2 separate regions of the Sus scrofa genome follow, and region 1 is linked to region 2. Evidence: chromatin contacts called from public Hi-C data. All regions are on one chromosome and are shown on one strand. The core of a region is the stretch at or near the end of the contact, and the rest is flanking DNA. Distances in the headings are between cores, read along the strand shown.

Region 1 (3,189 bases), core at 1-2,500, 48 kb after region 2:
TCCCATATTTTCTATTAAATGCAGATTTTAAAAGGCAATTTTATATGCTTAACCCAACTGGCATTTATTTTTCTGTGTTCTGTGAGGAACTTGGGTTTCAGCTGATGGTATGTGTGTTCAGCTTAACCCACTGATGGTGAGGGCACATGGCTTCCCACCCAAGATGCTTTTCAGTCTCATCTTGCTTCTGCCACTGGACGTCTGGCTGTGTCCCCAATCCTTCCTCACGACCTCCTGGCTCCAGCAATGGGATAGGTTCCCTCTTTCTTCCCTGGCTGTTCCTTCCCAGAGTCCTCTCCTGGCTCTTTGGCCCAGCCCAGCACACCCCCTCTCCACCTGGTTCAGAACACCCTCCCCCTGGATCACTGGGGTCCCCCTCCCTCCTTCCTCCTCTGGCCTGCTGCCTCCCTTCCCTTCCCAACACCTGTCTCTTCTGTAGCCCCGAGAGACCCCAGGGTCACTTCTGCTGCTTCTTCATGCTGTCACTGCAAGTCCTGTGGATCCTGATCTTGCTAGTTTTTGTCCCTCCCCCTCCTCCCAGGCTCCCAGAGGTCCCTGCCCTTTCTCAGTCTGCGCTCTCACACCTCTGGGCACTTGCAGGGCCATTCCTTCTGCCTTGAACCTCCTTCCTCTGTCTGTCTGACAAAGCCCAGGCTTTCCAGAACCCCAGGCCTACCCTTCTCCCTTGCTCCATTCCCTGAGCCCCCTGAGCACCGAGTCCTCCTCTATGTCCCAGTCAGAGCCTGTGCACCCCACCAGGTCCTCTTCCTCTATGATACCTGTCTTCTGTCTCTTGTTTATGAGGTTGGAACCCCCATGGGCAGGGCTATGGTGTGAGCACAGCTGTGGCTCAAACCAGCCCTGGGGGGTGAGGAGGACAGGTACTTTGCCGGGAACTGGACAGGTAAGAATCTGGCAGCAGGAGAGGCAAGTGGCGTGAGGCAGTGCTGTCAGCCAGGGACTCTAGCCAGTGGCCAGCCTGCCTACTCAGAGTCAGGCTGTGGCTGGAGGGAGGTCAGGCTGACCCGGCACAGCCCTTATCAGTTCAGCTGAAGGGATTCAACCAGGAAGCTCTGTGGCTGGCTGCCCTGCCTGGCCTGCGTGTGGCTTATTTTTAAAAGAATACATTTTGTTCTTCCAAATCCTGAAAAATGCCTGGAAAACATGTCATCTCCCGGAGTGGCTATGCCATGATCAGGCTGCCCAGAACCCTTTTGAGGGAAGCATCAGTGGCTCCACGTCTCAGGGCTCCTGTCTCTGGGTTGGGTCTGACACACATGTACCACTTGGATGCTCTCCCTAGGCCCTGGATGGACATGATGCAGCAGCTCTGGCTGCTTTAGCATCCGGTTTTGATTTCCCCATCCTCTGGGGCGGCGGGGCGGGGGGTGGGGGGTGGGAGTGAATGGAGGGCTGGCTGCTTGGCTGAAGCACATGCCCTGGGCTGGTCAGAGGCGCAGGTCTGGTGCAGGCAGGGTCACCGTGGTCCTCTGTCCACTCAGCACAGTCTAACTGCAAGGACCAGCTGTGTTTTAGGCTTAGACACTGGCCAGCACCTTGGTACAGGCACTGCTTCCCTCAGTGGGAAGTTTTCTGTAACATCTCTGTCTGTCAGTCCATCTGTAAGCCTTGCTTCACCCCAGACTTTCTGAAAACCTGGATGGCAAAGTGCCAACACACAGCTGTCACCACTTCCTCCCGCCTCCTCAGCAGATGCCACTAAGCAATCACGGTGGTGTCTGCATGCAACCTCAGAATCCTTCTCGCAGTTCCCTTTGTGGCTCGGCGGTTAATGAACCTGACTAAGATCCATGAGGATGCGGGTTCGATCCCTGGCCTCGCTCAGTGGGGTAAGGATCTGGTGTGGCTATGATGTAGTCTGACAGCTGCAGCTCCGATTCGACCCTTAGCCTGGGAACCTCCATATGCCGTGGGTGTGGCCCCAAAAAGAAAAAAAAAAAAAAAAAAAGAGAGACTCCTTTTCAGCAGTTGCTGGGGGCTGCCTTTCCAGGTCGTCATTCTAAACCATCTGCAAGGATGGTTAGGAGATGTTCTGGGAGCCGAGTATTCATGGTTCTACTGTAAACCCTGGCCTGAGTCCACCACGACAGTCACAGCACTGGGCTGGGCACTGTAAGGGCCCCTGGTTCCCTCTCTGGTTTCACAGGTGAGGAGGTGGAGCCCAGAGGAGTTGAGTGCAGGATGGCTGTGCTGCATTCAAGCAAGCCCTGCAGGAGAGGTGGGGACACATACCCAGCTTGGGAAGCCTGCTTTTGGGGGTTCTCTCCTGGGGATTGAGGATGAGATGGGCGTTAAGGGCTCTGGCCAGCGTGGCTGCAAGGAGCTCATTGGTCCCTCTGCAGGCAAAGCCCATGCTTGGAGCACAGCACAGCATCCCTGGATGCTGCACTGCTGCTGTTTCCATGCTGGTCCTTTAGCCTGTTTTCCAGATGAAGACGCTGAGGCTCAGAGAGGCCAAGTGGCTTGTCTGGATCTCCAGTTGGTAAATCAGTGCTGAGTCAGGGCTGGCTTGTCTGTTCCTTAGAACCTCTCTAAGGGTGTTGACTGTCACCCTTTGCTTCCTTTGAATCTGCTTTATCACCTTTGGGGTGTTTCTGCTTGTTAGAAATAATCTCACCCTCTCAGGTCCAAGGCTGAGGCCGGTGAGATTTTGGTCACCCTGGCAGGATACAACAATAGAGACTGCGTCTTGCTGGAGTGGAACATGGTTCTCCATGGCAAACCGGAAGCAGCACCTAGGATCTATTAAAGCCACTATAGGTATTTGCTGCAATTCAACTAACATTAGTTCAATTTCTTTCTTTGCATACAACGTTTCTTTGCCCAGGCATATTGGCCTGACCGGAGTCTTGTGAGCATGTGGGTGAGACGTGCATCTGTACACCTGACTTGTCACTGCAGCAGGCGATTAATCTCCTTGTGCATTCTCAAGGCCACACATCCCTGGATGCTGCACAGTGAGCGCTGGCCCTATACGTGAACAGTCTTGCTGTCACCTCTTAGAGTACCCTTGGTGCTGCTGGTAGATGGGGAAGTTTGTGGAGGTGACTGATGGTGAGATAGAGCTTTCTGACCTGGAGATCCATTGCCACATACCTGTGACCCTGCATTTAGAGGTGTAGAATAACAATTTTTTTCTTGTGTGTCCTCATGTTGTGGGTCAGGAAC
Region 2 (3,353 bases), core at 302-2,801:
GCAGCTGTCCTCTGGCAGCTGGCCACCGGGTGGCGCAAAACGCCAGCGCACTCGGCTGTTTTTCTTACCCGTTATCTCCGGTCTTGCACCAGAGCCTGGGCTTCCAGCGAATTCACCCCGGCCCGCAAACAGTCCTGTCCAGTCTCTAAGGCCTCATCTAGAAAAGAGGGGCAATGGAATGCACCGCAGCACTGGTTTCAACGTAGAGCAGAGAGATGCAGACACCAAAAGTGATAAGTTGAGTGAGCGAAGGGTCTTTTCGTTTGTCCCCAACTCCTTCCGGCGTGGGTTTTGCAGCCTTTCTTCTGACTTCTGTTAATACGCAGCTTGGAGGGAGCTCAGCCGACCCTACCAGGGCAGCTCCTTGACCAGGAGGCTGCAGGCCAAGTCACTAGTGGTCAATGCAAGTGTAGGGGAGGGAGGTGGTCAGGATCTTTCCTGCCGGCCTGTAGATGGCGCTCCGGGAAAGATATTCCGAGCCGCGTTCCCCAAGCTCTAGGGGCCTGGAGCCAAGGGGTCCGGGCTGAGCGCAGCCGGCTGTGTAAATGGTGCAGCAGCCAGGTGTTCCTTCCAACTGCCACCGCTGTTCCGCACGTGTGCAAGGACCCGGTGGGGCGGAATTACATGCAAACGTGCCGCTGGTGCAGCAGGGCCTGTGCGGGGGTGGGGGTGGGGAGCCGCGCACCGAGGAGGGCAGGAGCGGCACGCGGCCCCGACCCCCACGCGCCAGGCAGCCCGGCGACCCCCACGAGCGGCAGGGCCCTACCCACCCCACCCAGCGGCAGGTGGACAGTGTCGCTATGAAGAGAAAGCTTCGATTGTCCCTCCCACAAACCGCCACACGCCAGACCTCCGCTATTGTGCGTCCTCCATAGAAATGCAAACGAGCCGCGTGCGCCGGCCGCAATCTGCTCGGGAGCCCCGGCGCCCCGCAGCGCTCTGCAGAGGGCGGGGAGCTCGGGTGGGACTTTCCAGCGCGACGGGGTCGGAGCCTTGATTCTGCAGGGAGAACCTCGCATTCCGGGCCCTAGTGTCAGGTGGAGGGAGCTGCGCCCGGGCCTTTTGCAAGCTTAAAGCCAGGACTGTGTGTTTTTAAGTTCCGCTTTAAAAGCTACTGTCTCATAAACTCCAAATTAAGAGTAAAGAAAAAATAGAAAGGTAACAACAAAAATAAATGCAAAAATAAATTCATTAGATTCTCCAACGGTGCATTTCACAAATTGCAGCGTACTATTAGCTAGCAAGGGTTTGGCTTTTTTTTTTTTTTTAAACTTTTCCCTTTTAAAGACTTAAAAACAAAAAGGCTAGATGAAATCTGCAGGCTCCAGGCTGCCTGGTAACACCCCGACAAAAGCAGCAGATTTGAGGCATTGTCATCCCCCGCACCCCTCCCCACGTGGCCTTCTGGCACGAGCCGCCGGCCGCCGCCTCATTTGCATCAGAAAGCGGGCGCCGGCCAATGGGCGCGCAGGCTTGCGCCAGCTGGCGGCGCCGAAGACCCAGCCTATATAAAGGCGCGCGGCGGGACCCGGGCTCACTCGCTGGCGGTGGGCACGCCGAGCAGAGCTGCGGGCTGATCTCTCTTCGCTCGCGTCCGCTCCGCCCTCTGCTTTTGTGGATAACTTGCTGCTTGCGGATCGCAACATGACTCTGGAAGAAGTTCGCGGCCAGGATACGGTTCCAGAAAGCACGGCCAGGTAAGTCCGCGCTGAGCGCCGAACGTCTCAGGGCTCCGGGATCCTGGTCCTGCCCTGGCCGCGGCTGGTTGGGCGCAGTCTTCGAAACCTTCCGGGGTGGGGGTCCGCTGGGTAGAAGTCAGGCCCAAGTGTTTCCGCTGGGCTGGGGGTGCGGCACTGGGCTGGAGCGCCGGAGTCGGGCGCCGGGGGTGCCTCCCAGGGCTCGGGGGTCCTGGCTCACCCTCCGGCCTGTCCACGCTCATGGCGGTGGCTCCTCCACAGGATGCAGGGCGCCGGGAAAGCACTGCACGAGCTGTTGCTGTCGGCGCAGCGACAGGGCTGCCTCACCGCCGGCGTCTACGAGTCCGCCAAAGTCCTGAATGTGTGAGTATAGACGCGGTCCGGGCGAGGCGGCCGGGGGCGGGCAGAGCGGCAAGGGAGACCGGGGAGAAGGCGGCACGGGGCACCCGGGGCACACCGATCTGACCTCTTCACCTCCTTCTCGCTCGCGCAGGGACCCCGACAACGTGACCTTTTGCGTGCTGGCTGCTGACGAGGAAGACGAGGGCGACATTGCGCTGCAAATTCACTTCACTTTGATCCAGGCGTTCTGCTGTGAGAACGACATCGACATCGTGCGTGTGGGCGATGTACAGCGGCTGGCGGCGATCGTGGGCACCGGTGACGAGGCGGGCACGCCGGGAGACCTGCATTGCATCCTCATTTCGGTGAGTGTCGCCTCCATCCCGATGTCATCCCTGCCCTTGCCAGCGGCCAGCCCGGTTGACCTCTGGACTCTCTTCGCAGAACCCCAATGAGGACGCGTGGAAGGACCCCGCCTTGGAGAAGCTCAGCCTGTTCTGCGAGGAGAGTCGCAGCGTCAACGACTGGGTGCCCAATATCACCCTCCCCGAGTGACAGCCCGGCGGGGGTCTTGGTCTGATCGACGTGGTAACGCCCCGGGGCGCCTAGCGCGGGGCTGGCTCTGTGGATGCGCCCTAGGAGGGCGCCCGAGTGCGGCGTGGAGACTGGCAGGCGCCGGCGCGTGGAGAGCGGCGAGGAGGTGCGGCTCCCTCCCGAGGAGGGGCCCGGCGGCGACAGGGGCAGGCTGGCCCCAGCCCAGGACTCTACAAGTGTGGGGAGCGGTTGCTCGCCCAGGAAGGCCGGAGGCGGGACGTTGGCCGCGCGGCCGGGAAGGACAGACTGGCCGGGCAGGCGTGACTCAGCAGCCTGTGCTCCCGGCAGAAAGGAGGGGAAAGGCAAGGCCAGGAGGCCTGGACTTGTACAGTAACAGAAGCTCTGACGGACTTAGCAGTAGGCACTGCTGTTTCAAAACGGATCCGGGCGATGCTTCGTTTTCTAAAGGATTATGCTGCTGCAGCGTTGAGTCTTACAATAAACTTACTGAAAAAAACTTAACTCTCTTTATTGAGGGCAGGGGATCTTTGTCTGAGGGGAAGGTGGTTAGCGGGATTGCTGACGATTTCTGAAATTCCCGGAACTCGCTGGCACCTGTTCCATCTTCCTGTTAGGGCTGAATTACAGGCTCCCGGGGTGCTCGAAGTGGGGGAGGGGGCGTTGGCTGGGTGTTAGCAGAACTTGAGCCGTGCCCTCCTCTCCCTTTAGGAAGATTTTTACACTCGCAAGATAGGAGCATACTTGGGATAAGCCATCAGT

Evidence for each region. Hi-C and Micro-C count contacts between places; a contact is called where the count stands out from the background.
Region 1: a contact with region 2 is called in a Hi-C map of liver, with 1.9 times the contacts expected there. The contact joins the enhancer-like site here to the promoter of GADD45G in region 2. A contact is called at or near these places in 1 of 5 promoter capture datasets (liver), 4 of 47 Hi-C or Micro-C datasets (heart right ventricle, liver and skeletal muscle) and 1 of 2 datasets of contacts at active chromatin or transcription factors (skeletal muscle).

What each region holds. Positions count from the first base shown.
Region 1 is chr14:1,213,116-1,216,304 of Sscrofa11.1, forward strand. No RefSeq gene overlaps it. Among named protein-coding and RNA genes, the nearest start is that of GADD45G, 49 kb to the left of the region's middle. Within about 2 kb of position 1,251, at least 14 of the 83 cell types and tissues checked have an H3K27ac peak or open chromatin away from gene starts, as enhancers often do. A contact at or near this core is called in liver, where this site is marked.
Region 2 is chr14:1,164,449-1,167,801 of Sscrofa11.1, forward strand. It overlaps GADD45G (growth arrest and DNA damage inducible gamma), which reads left to right and starts at 1,552. Exons shown (of 4, transcript NM_001185129.1): 1 at 1,552-1,697; 2 at 1,959-2,060; 3 at 2,191-2,404; 4 at 2,484-3,090. The coding sequence starts at 1,645. The coding sequence ends at 2,594.